Regions from separate parts of the Mus musculus genome. Here all the other regions are linked to region 3. A link is a contact called in public promoter capture Hi-C data. All regions are on one chromosome and are shown on one strand. Each heading gives the region's core, a stretch centred on a gene start, on an enhancer-like site or on the middle of the called end of the contact. The rest is flanking DNA. Distances are from core to core; before and after follow the strand shown.

What was found. Promoter capture Hi-C pulls out the DNA fragments that hold promoters and counts their contacts.
Region 1: a promoter capture Hi-C map of embryonic stem cells shows a contact between it and region 3. The contact joins the promoter of Plin5 here to the promoter of Safb2 in region 3. A contact is called at or near these places in 13 of 39 promoter capture datasets (the C10 cell line, the HPC-7 cell line, cranial neural crest and 7 more), 9 of 115 datasets of contacts at active chromatin or transcription factors (astrocytes, embryonic forebrain, embryonic midbrain and 5 more) and 3 of 9 other capture datasets (adipose tissue, liver and pancreatic islet).
Region 2: a contact with region 3 is called in a promoter capture Hi-C map of embryonic stem cells. The contact joins the promoter of Sema6b here to the promoter of Safb2 in region 3. A contact is called at or near these places in 8 of 39 promoter capture datasets (the C10 cell line, cranial neural crest, embryonic stem cells and 4 more), 2 of 484 Hi-C or Micro-C datasets (embryonic retina and myocytes), 5 of 115 datasets of contacts at active chromatin or transcription factors (the 230-238 cell line, astrocytes, cardiomyocytes and 2 more) and 2 of 9 other capture datasets (adipose tissue and liver).
Region 4: a promoter capture Hi-C map of hippocampal neurons shows a contact between it and region 3, with 2.8 times the contacts expected there. The contact joins the enhancer-like site here to the promoter of Safb2 in region 3. A contact is called at or near these places in 13 of 39 promoter capture datasets (the 3T3-L1 cell line, the C10 cell line, the HPC-7 cell line and 9 more), 3 of 115 datasets of contacts at active chromatin or transcription factors (the NIH/3T3 cell line, astrocytes and embryonic hindbrain) and 3 of 9 other capture datasets (adipose tissue, liver and pancreatic islet).

Annotation. Positions count from the first base shown.
Region 1 is chr17:56,115,756-56,118,652 of GRCm38.p6, forward strand. It overlaps Plin5 (perilipin 5), which reads right to left and starts at 1,543. Exons shown (of 8, transcript NM_001077348.1): 1 at 1,328-1,543; 2 at 1,074-1,134; 3 at 503-698. The coding sequence starts at 1,371.
Region 2 is chr17:56,138,955-56,141,654 of GRCm38.p6, forward strand. Sema6b (sema domain, transmembrane domain (TM), and cytoplasmic domain, (semaphorin) 6B) reads right to left here and starts at 1,389. Exons shown (of 17, transcript NM_001130456.1): 1 at 1,260-1,389.
Region 3 is chr17:56,583,170-56,585,940 of GRCm38.p6, forward strand. It overlaps Safb2 (scaffold attachment factor B2), which reads right to left and starts at 1,416. Exons shown (of 21, transcript NM_001029979.3): 1 at 1,105-1,416. The coding sequence starts at 1,275. Safb (scaffold attachment factor B) reads left to right here and starts at 1,813. Exons shown (of 21, transcript NM_001163300.1): 1 at 1,813-2,181. The coding sequence starts at 1,993.
Region 4 is chr17:56,232,637-56,235,404 of GRCm38.p6, forward strand. No RefSeq gene overlaps it. Among named protein-coding and RNA genes, the nearest start is that of A230051N06Rik, 7.7 kb to the right of the region's middle. Within about 2 kb of position 1,390, at least 92 of the 459 cell types and tissues checked have an H3K27ac peak or open chromatin away from gene starts, as enhancers often do. A contact at or near this core is called in hippocampal neurons and second pharyngeal arch cranial neural crest, where this site is marked.

The DNA.
Region 1 (2,897 bases), core at 293-2,792, 470 kb before region 3:
TCTGCTGGGTCTCTCAGTTCAACCGGACTCAGAGTCTTGGGAACAACAGAAAAGTTGGGAGCCCACAGGGAACTACTTCTTCAGTCACACAGTCAGTCAAGGGTTTCTTGTCAAGTCAGGTGGGAGCTCTGAACCAGTGACCTGACCTTAGGAGACAAGGATGACCCCGAAGGTTGGAAAGGGCAGGGGGGTGGACAGAATTAGGGACCTAGAGAGGACCCAAGAAGGGATTTGGACTCACTACGTGTGGAGTCGATCCCAGCACAGCATAAACCGTGTGGTGGTGCATCATCCCAGCACTCAGAAGGCTGAGGCAGGAGGATTGCTGAGCATTTCAGGCCAATCTGGGCTACAGAGCAAAACCCTAACTCAGAAATTTTTTAAAAAGAGAGGTGTGGGGAAGCATTTGTGAATGGGCCTGGGAGGGACACCTGGTTCTGAAGATAGCAGAGACTGACTACAGACCAAGGTGGTAGGGACTATGGTAGGGACTTAGACTCACACTGGGGCTGCAGGTGCTCCAGCAGTGGCTGTGCGTGGTCCAGGGCACAGGTAGTCACACTACACACACAGTGCTCAGCAAGGCGGCAGGCGGAGCCCAGCAGCGGGTGCCTGTCCTTGGCCGAGTTGTAAGCACTGGACACGGCAGTGCACGTGGCCTTGACCAGGGGCAAAGCCACCACTCGATTCACCACATTCTGCAGAGAACAGTTACATCAGGGCACAGCCATACCCCGATTCCCTTCATTGTGCTAGGCTGGGGGACACAAAGCAGGTCGCCTACCAAAGGCTGCAGCATGCAGCACACACACAGCAACAGGGCAACTTCTGGACCTACAGATGAGGCCAGGGCGGGAAGGGGGGCTGTTTGGGTGACCTGCACACAGGTCTGGAGAAAGACCTGACTGCTTGGGGCCTTAGTTTCCCCACAGGTGTAATTGTACCCTAAGTTTGATGCTATCACTGTAGTGACTACAATAGGTGACACCTGGAGCTATGAGAAGGGACTGGACCTTGGTCGGGCAGGGACCCAGCCACGAACCCCCCAGCCCCCTGCTGTCGTCCTTCTTTACCTGCTGGTCCAGTTCTCCCAGGCTGGATCCAGGGTCCTGAGCTGTCTGATCACCGGACATTCTGGGGGGAGGGGGGGGTAAGACACAGAAAGAGAGGGAAACCCTGAGAGTCAGCCCTGTGGAGTATTCTGGGGTCCATCAGCAAGGCATGTACAAGGCCCAACACACAGAAGGTATACAATGAAAAATCTATGACTTTGTGGGAGGACAGGCGTGGGCCCTGGTGGGACGAGGATGAGTTCAAATGTCATTACCTGCTGTGTGGCGCTAGGGTGGTGTCTTCACCTCTCTGGTCCATTTCCAGTAGGGACAGACCCGCACACCAGCCCCCGTTGCAGAGGTGGGGGCAGCGGTCAGAGAATCAGATCCCTTTGACGGGCAGGAAAGTTGAGGCAAAGATTGCACGTGGAGCTCCGAGGTCACCCTCAGCTGTCCACGGTGACAGGGACGCTGACCTCAGGGCTCATGCCCTATGTATCCCCACCATGGCCGTCCCACTGTCCTCTGCGCCTGGGCCCCGCCCAACTGGGTCCTGGGCCCGGGCCCACTGGGCCAAGGGTCCTGCCACCTGCTGTGCCTGTGGCTCCTCGCATTCACCCCCGCCACTTCCACCCTGCCGAGTTTGGGTCAGGGCCATCCCTACCCCACCCTCTACCCTCGCCTGCGCCCTCACCTGGGTGCAGAGCTCAGATCCCGCGTGTATCCGCCCCCCGGCGCTCCCACCTGAGTCAGCCCTCCGTCCTTATAGCAGGTCTGGGTGGGGCCTCCGCACGCGAGCCAATGAGGCGCCGCCGGGGGTGGATCTGGAGCTTCCCCGCCCCCCACAGGCGCCATGGTTGCCATAGCGGCTCAGGGACGCTGAATCCTGGTCCAGTCACCATGGCTGACCTCAGACTAGGACTGAGGACTTTCTTTTTGTTGTTGTTGTTTGTTTGTTTGATTGGTTGGTTGGTTGGTTGGTTGGTTTTTGGTTGGTTGGTTGGTTGGTTTTTTCGAGACAGGGTTTCTCTGTATCGCTCTGGCTGTCCTGGAACTCACTCTGTAGACCGAACAGGCTGGCCTCGAACTCAGAAATCCGCCCGGCGACTGAGGACTTTTCTTCTTCTTTCTCCTTCTCCTTCTCCTTCTCCTTCTCCTTCTCCTTCTCCTTCTCCTCTTTTTTCTCCTCCTCCTTTTTTCTCCTCCTCCTCCTCCTTCTTCTTTTGTTGTTTTTTTTTTGTTTTGTTTTGTTTTGTTTTTTGTGACAGGTTTTCTCTGGCTATCCTGGAACTCATTTTGTAGATCAGGTTGGCCTCGAACTCAGAAATCCACCTTGCCTCTGCCTCCCAAGTGCTGGGATTAAAGGCATGAGCCACCACGCCCGGCGACTTTCTCATTCTTCAGTCTTTTCCGTTTGTTTTGTTTGATTCAGACTCTCTCTCTGTAGTCAAGACTTGACCAGAACTCACTATATAGCCCAGGATAGCCTCAAAGTAACCACATAGCCAAGGATGACCTTGAACGCACCACCCAGTGGCTAAGACAACAGATGTGCCACACCACACATGTTTATGTGGTGCTGGGCGTGAACCCAGATCTGTGGGTGCTCGGCTGACTGCCTTCTGAGGCCCACTTCCTTTGTTATTATTATTATTACGTCTATGTGTCCTGGTGTTTTGTTGATATGTTCCATCTGTCATGATCCACAGATGCCTGATCCCCACAGAGGCCAGTAAAGTTGACAGACCCCCTGTGACTGGAGTAACATGTGACCTTGAGCTATCATGTGGATGCTGGGACTGGAACTCCAGCCTGAGCTGTTAAGCCATGGGTGGTCTCTCTGGC
Region 2 (2,700 bases), core at 139-2,638, 440 kb before region 3:
TCTAGGTCCAGGCCTTGAACCTCAAACCTCTCCCACTTCTAACCTCTGTAAATAGCCCGCAGGCAATCGTGCACCCTGAAAATCAGCCAGAAAACCCGAGTCCAAGATACAGAGAAAGAAAGGCACGTTGTAACCAGGCAGAGGCGCTCTGGCAAGTCCCTCCAGCCATTCTGTCCCCAGGGCCACCCTCCTCCACCCAAAGCTTGTTGGCCTGCAATATTGGGGTTCCCAACTCCATCACATTCAGTTTGGGATTGGGGCATCGAGCAGGTAAAAAATAAGAAGTTGGGGGTGACACAGACGTCAGGCAGTGTGACACAGACCTGCCAGGGTCCCGGAGACCTGGAGAGCAACACAGACCTCAGATGGGGAGCAACACAGACCTCAGGCAGGTGACAGAGACCTGGGAACCTCAGATGAGAGTGACACCGACCTTAGGCGGCGGGGGTTGGGGGTTCAGTGACAGAGACCAGGCAGAGAGGACCTGGGACCCAGGAGTCCCTCCCGACCTCAGGGCTGTTGTAGGCCTAGAATTCACCATCTGAGGCCAAGGTGGGGGGTTCGGCCTGGCAGCAGCCCTGGGGAGGCGCCCCAAAGTCGGCAGTGGAGAGCAGAATGGGGCACGTGACCCCCGCTCCAGGGACCAATCAGCACCGCGGTCGGCCAGGGGGGCCACGGTGGCACCCACCCCGCGCGGCTGCCAGAGACGCTCCTTTGTCCCATTGTCAGGCTTTGGGGGGGGGGGCTGGCAGCCCAGCTTAGGGCTGTGCTGCAGCGGGGGCGTTGGCCGCGGACTGCCCCCCCCCCATGTCAGTTGCGCGGCCGGCGAAGACCAGCCGGTACCCAAGAGCTTGGGGACAGCTGGTGCACAGGGCCGCGTGGGGACCCACGAAAGGTCGCGGCTATGTGTCCCGCCCCCTCCCCCGCCCCCATCAGTAGGCCGTCACCCCAATAATTCGAAGCCACTGTCAGTGCCCCGGCGCGATGAGCCGGGGCCTTGGCTGCAATCCCCGCCCGCTGCGCAGCCCGTTAGCCCCGCCCAGGGCGCTGGAGCTGCGACCGCACGCGGGGGGCCCCCCAAGCCAGTGCCGCTGCACGAGGCGCCCGCGCCCTGTGCGCGCCTGGTGCGTGCATGCCCACTGCATCTGTCCCTGCATCTGTCCCTGCGTCTGTCCCTGCGTCCGTCCCTGCGTCCGTCGCCGCATCTGTCCCCCGTGCATCTGTCCAAGGTGCGTCCCCGCGTCCGTCCCTGCACTCACCTCCAGCGCAGGCCGAGCACCTGCTCGGCTCGGCCCCGGCCCCGGCCCCGCAGCGTCTCAGCCCGGGCTCCCACGCGCGGGCGGCTCCCGCGGGGGCGCAGCGCGGTGTCCCGGCCGGGGCCGCATCTCTGCCGCCGCCGCTGCGACTCGCAGCTCCGCCACCTCCGCCCCCAGCGCCCGAGCTCGGAGCTTCGCAAAACCCGGAGCAGACCACCAAGGAGCGGAGCACGGACGGGAGGGGGCGCCTCCACCATCCTTGGCCTCAGTTTCCCTTTCTCTGCCTCCCACTTCTCTCTACTGGGGTGGTTCTGAAGACCACCGACTCCCGCACTGAGCTGGGCGCTGTTCTGACTCTGGGCATCTCCAGTATACCGTAGGCACTCCATAGATGTTTTCTGGTATATTCTAGTGAATTCCCAATTCATCTGACCAGTCACCCACACACAGGAACCTCATGGACGTGGTCCCACGGTCCTGGTGGCTCATGACATCATTGAGTCAAACCACCAAGGTCTCATTTTTTATTTATAATGATTGATTGACTAAGACAGACTCTCCTGGGGAGTCTAGGCTAAAGGCCTGCCCCAGCACGCCGCCAACACTCACTTTCTGAGGGACATTGGGACAGCAAGATATCTCTTTCCATGCCTCAGTTTCCCTCTGTCCAAAGCCCCTCCTCATCCCAGCCATGACGCTGAATGAAAACCTCTTTCCGATTGGGCTAGGCATTGCCTCAGAATACAGTAAGTATACTGATGGCACCTCCAGTATACAGTAAGCACCACACAACTGCTTTTGTAATTGTGTGTGGAGTTGAATCCTGCTCACAGGGTCGCCCTGAAGCCCATCCAGCTGAGGACACTCAACCAAAGGTTGGGACTGTGAGCTGCCCGGGACAGCCAAATCTGTGGGTGTCAGGATTTTAACTCTGACCTGTGCACACCCTGAGGGGCTGGAGCAGACTCCTTGGTGTCACCACTGTGGCGACAGGCTGAGACCTCACTGTGGCCCATCAGCTTTGCCGCATATCAGCCAGACACAGCTTCTGTGGAGAAACTGAGGCAGAAGATGAAGCCAGTTCTCAGCCTACTCTGCTTGGCCTATGAACCAATTTGTCCGGCAAACATTTATTGAGCGCAGCTCTAACAATGTTTTTCGGCCCAGGGGGGCGTCGGGGGGAATGGGAGGGTGGCTGCCAAGGTGACCAGTGGCTGCAAAAGTCAAGGTGCAGAGGGCTCAGTGGCTGCTGGGGGTGGCAGAGGGGGAGGGGGGACACCGGGCCCCTGAAGGCTCACGGGTGGATTTGGCAGGGAGTGCAAGGCAGAGTGGGGGTGCAGGGATGGCCTGTCCCCAGGGAGACCTGTCTGAACAAAGGCCCCATGGTCATGAATGACGCCTCTTTCACAGACCGGCCTGGAGGTCAAGTCGCCCTCCCCCAGCC
Region 3 (2,771 bases), core at 166-2,665:
ACAATCTAGCTTAAGACCACATTTAGCAGCCAGCTCCCCTTCCCTGCTCAAGACCCAAAACCTAGAGAAAGGGAAGCTGAAAGCTTGGGTTGCAGAGTCACTGTCAGCAGGTTGTGGTCATACATGACCTGGCAGCTTGTAGCCCTAGATGTAATCCCCAACCCAAGACAAAAAAATAGAATAAAATCCAAGTATTAACCCCAAATCAGGGTTGGTGACCGCTCATCTTGTGTGCTCTTTCATCAAACACAGGGATGATGGTAGGAAACCTGTCCTTGATTCAGGCAGGGCAAAGAGCTGAATGGGGCGCTCAAAAGGCCTCCCATAACAAAGCAAACCTTTAATTCCAGCATTTTGGAAGTGAAAAGGGGGGGCAGGAGACCAAGAGCTGAAGTCTAGTCTGGGTTTCACAGCAAGTCCAAGGCCACACTGGGCCACAGTAGCTCTCCAAAAAAAGTTTTGCGTGGGAGGGGAGGCGCTGATTTTTGATAAGGAAAAACAACATAGACCGAAGAAGAAAGCGCTGGCCAATTTTCCCTCAAAGTATTCTGGCGCCTTCTACTTGCAGCCAATCAGGAGTCCCTAACCCTCAAGGACCCTGTTCCACAGAGGCAAGCTTGTGTCAAGCGCTGAAGGGCAGTAGACAAGACTTCTTGTCTAGGGGGAGGAAAGTGACATCTTACGCTGACTCGAGATGACAACTAGGCTCCAAGACCAGGGAAGCGCGAGGGGACCGGACCTGGGAGCGAACATGGTCTGTGCAGAGACACTGGGCACCGCCAACAGTGGGGTTGACTGATAGATTCCCCAGAAGAGTAAAACTAGGGTGGCGGAAAAGACAGCTGCAGGTGCAAGGTCATCATGGAGACGTGCCCAGAGCCACCCGATTACTCAACAAGGCCCGGCTTCCTGCAAATCCCGGGGCAAGTGGGAGGCGAGACACAGAGAGGGGCAGCGACTAGTAAAGGTCACACAGCCTCGGCTGCTTCGGTAACTGACAGCACAGACCGAAGTCGGGGGGGGGGGCTCGGGGTGGGAAGGCCGGCCCGAGTCTGCGCGGGCAGTTACGTGCCCGGGTCCACGGCGCCACTCGGGTTCCCTCACCTTCCTCAGCCGCTCCATCAGCACGCTCTTGTTGCCTCCCGTATCCAGGTTCCGCTTTTTCAGCTCCGCCCTCAGGTCGATCACCCGCAGGTCGCTGAGCCGCCGCGTCCCACTCTCCGAGGCGCCCGGACCAAAGGCGGGGTCGCCCGACCCGGTCCCGGGTTCCGCCATCCTCGCTTCCGCGACTTCCCAACTCGCTCCGGAACCCCCTCCACTCGCTGGCACCAGCTGTGGCGGCTCGGAGGTAGTACAAAATGGCGCTGCCGAAGAGGAAAACGCACTCGCTTCCTCCCGCCTCCCTTTGCGGCTGCGCAGGCGCACAGCTCTGACGCACCTCCTAGGTCGCACGCCAAAGCAGTCTCGAGCCTCGCGGGTACAAGTGCACATGCGCAACCGGTCGTAAGCCCCCCCTCCCCCCCCCCCCCCCGGCCCCGTCGCCACCCTCTTTTTAATGCGCACGCGCACCGCCTCGCTACGCTCACTGACCCCCGTTTGCCTCTCGCAGCGTTGCCCGGCTGCGCACGCCACCGCTCTACGGCCAGCGCTCCGACAGTGATGCGCAGGCGCACGACCTGTAGCACGCATGCGTCTTGGTCCGCGGCCAAGCGCGAGCCGGCGAGGCGCGCCTACGTCGTCTCTGCCGCCGCGCACACTGCGCTTGGGTAAAGGCGTCTGAGAGCGTAGGGCTCGCGCCGGCGGCGCCTGCGCAGTGTCGAGGTGCGCCTCCGGGGAGGCTGAAGCGGTTCCCTCTCAGGCGGCGCCATTTTGTGGTAAGAGGGCCGAGATTCAAAAAAATAATAATAATAACAAATCAAAAAAAAAACACACTCACGCAAACCCACTGACCCGGTTCTGTGTGAAGTGGGCGACGGAACCAGGGTCCCTGGAATGGCGGAGACTCTGTCGGGTTTAGGAGACGCGAGTGCGGCGGGCGCGGCGGCCGTGAGCTCCGCGGCGTCAGAGACCGGGACGCGGCGGCTCAGCGACCTGCGGGTGATCGACCTGCGGGCGGAGCTGAAGAAGCGGAACCTCGACTCGAGCGGCAACAAGAGCGTGCTGATGGAGCGGCTGAAGAAGGTGAGGTTCGCGGGGGGGAACCCCATGGTCGCCATGGCGACACCCACCGCCGGGCCCGGAGTGGCCCGTTGGCCTTCGCGCTGGGCGCTAATACTGGGGCTCCGCGGGCGCCGGGTGCAAGGATTCGAATCTCGACGCCCCCAGCGATGCGACCAGAGGGAAATAACACCACGAACGGGTTCGGGGGATCGATGACACCGCGTTCCCTGTACTGCTTAGTCCCAACCCCAAAGGGGGATGAAGGGGACTCGGCCAAGGTCATCCAGTGGGGTCAGCTTGTGGCGGGATTCGATCCCAAGTCCCTTTTCGGCCCCCGAGGCAGAACAGGTGGTTTTTGTTTCTTTTCTTTTCTTTTAATCTGGGAAGACACAGTGACGTTGGGGGCAGGGGTGGTGGAGATGAAACATGAGAAACTCTCAGAGTTCGCAGACAGCCGGAGGATGTAGGTAGCCCAGGGAGACAAAAAACAAAAACAAAGCGGAAAAATAAATTGTTTCTAATTCTTTGCTAGAACTAAGCTAGGGGAAGATACGAGATGGAAGGAAAGAACGTTTTTTTCTGTTGATAAAGGTAAGTCAGATGTGAGTTCA
Region 4 (2,768 bases), core at 140-2,639, 350 kb before region 3:
TTATTTATTTATTTAATGTATATGAGTACACTGTAGCTGTACAGATGGTTGTGAGCCTTCATGTGGTTGCTGGGAATTGAATTTAGGATCTCTGCTCTCCATCCGGTCAACCCTGCTCACTCTGGCACAAAGATTTGTTTTTTTTTTGTTTTTGTTTTTGTTTTTTAAGATTTATTTATTTACTATATGTAAGTACACTGTAGCTGTCCTCAGATACTCCCGAAAAGGGCATCAGATTTCGTTAGGGATGGTTGTGTGCCACCATGTGGTTGCTGGGATTTGAACTCGGGACCTTCGGACGAGCAGTTGGCGCTCTTAACCACTGAGCCATCTCACCAGCCCCCAAAGATTTGTTTATAATCATAAATAAGTACACTGTAGCTGTCTTCAGACACACCAGAAGAGGGCATCGAATCCCATTACAGATGGTTGTGAGCCACCATGTGGTTGCTGGAATTTGAACTCCGGACCTTTGAAATTACACTCAGTGCTCTTATCTGCTGAGCCATCTCTCTAGCCCCCAATGGCTTGATTTTTAAAATTTTTATTATATATATATTTTTGTTGTTGTTGTTGTTGTTTTCGAGACAGGGTTTCTCTGTATAGCCTTGGCTGTCCTGGAACTCACTTTGTAGACCAGGCTGGCCTCGAACTCAGAAATCCGCCTGCCTCTGCCTCCGGAGTGCTGGGGTTAAAGGCGTGTGCCACAATGCCCGGCTTTGATTTTTATTTCATTTCTTTTTGTGATCCTGGGCATAGGAAACAGGTCGTGCTGCCTCTGTTTTTATGTAGTATTATTATTACTATTACTATTATTACTGTTAATACCTGTGATAGGACTCTATCGCTTGCACCTTGGAAGCAGCCACCCTCCTACTTCAACTGATTTCAGTAGCTGAGATCTCAGACCTTTCCCTTTCCACCGCGTGCGCGTGCTTCTCGGAATCAAGCTGATCTAGTCGCCTTTACCCAGGGTGTCATCTCACTGGCCCTGCTCTATACCTGTTTAGACATGTTCCCAGAAGTCCCCTAGTCAGATTCATCCAAGTTGAACTGTTTTGCCACACAACCCCATCCAAACATCTGCACTCACAAAAGATGCATTCAGTAGGCATCTATTGCTTCCTTTAACTCCAGGATGGATGTTGTGGTGCCAGAAGTGTGGGTTTCTCTTTTCAGATCTTCCTGTTTAGGGGACAAGGTATGGGCAGCCTCCCAGCCTAATAAGGAATGCTGATCTTTCCCACCATAATGACAGTAATTACTCCCAAGACCGGAGCTGAAGAGGGAGGGAGGACGAGGAAAGGAAGGGAGGGGGAGGAGGACTTTGGCCTGGGCTGACCTGCTTCCCCACAGGCATCCTGATTAGTCCGTGTCTACCACGTGACATGCATCTTGGACTTGTTGCCAGGCGTTGCCATGGCGACGGCTGTCATTGCTCTGCTGAGTGCTGGGGAGAGTTGAAGATGCATTGAGGGGTCTAGAGACTCGGTGGGTGGCGATGAGGAAGGACAGCGGGGGCCCAGGCAAGTGCTGCCATCCTTCCCTGGTCCCCTCCAGCCTGTCCTCGAGTCCCCACGCCGACCCTGACAGTGCTCAGCCAGCATGTGGGGGTTGGCAGCCACAAGGTCGGGCTTTGGCAAGGACCAGGACATGTAGGAGGGCCAACACATACATGCATGGGCCACACATGAGCCAGGCTTAACAGCAGGTGGGCACACAGTTGCAGCCACCCCCTCCAGGCTCACAGCCTACATTCAAAGAAGGGTTGAGGGCTGACAAAATGAATCTGTGGGTGAAGAAGCTTGCCACCAGTGATGAAGAACTGAGTTTCATACCCCAGAGTGGAAGACTTGATTCCCACATATTGTCCTCTGACCTCTGCACTGTCCACATACATGGACACACAGTAAAGATGGAAAGTAGCAAAAACAATCCCAGAATTTCTTGTGTAACCTTTTAATGCCTCATTGGTGGGATACAGCTTTTTCTTTTTCTTTTTTTTAAAGATTTGTTTATTTATTATATGTGTGTACACTGTATCTGTCTTCAGACACTCCAGAAGAGGGCATCAGATTTTGTTACAGATGGTTGTGAGCCACCATGTGGTTGCTGGAATTTGAACTCAGGACCTTTGGAAGCGCAGCCAGTGCTCTTAACCGCTGAGCCATCTCACCAGCCCAGGATATATTTTTCTAATTGCATGTATTTGATTTATTTGTATAAGGGATGGACACAAGCTATGACATACTTGTGGAGATCACAGAACAGCTCTCTCCATGTGTGGTTCTCCCCACCCATGTTTTGGGTTCCAGGAATCAAGCTCAGGTAGCCACACTTTCCTGGAAAGCAACTTTATGCACAAAACCATCTTGTTGGCCCAAGGACAGATTTTCGTATCTGCACATTGTTGTTAAAGGGCATTGCATGGACTGTGACTCCTCCCTCTGGAGTCAACACAGAGAAGACTTTTGAAATTTAATGTTGGTCTCCTTTGACCCATTACATGATCATAATCATAAGTCACCGTATGTCCTCATCTTGTTCTCATCAGTCCTTTATTCTCTAATCTGTAGTTCAATCACAATTTTGCATTGCAATCCCCTCTCCTGTCTGGTGTCCTCAGCATTGAAGGACGTCTGTCATGCAGGTGCTTACTACACAGAGCTAAGACATGGTAGCCCTGAGTGAGCCAAGCCATGCTTGAACACCATATCCTCCTGCCTGAGTAAGCCCAGAGCAATGATGAGAGCCATGTACCACTATGC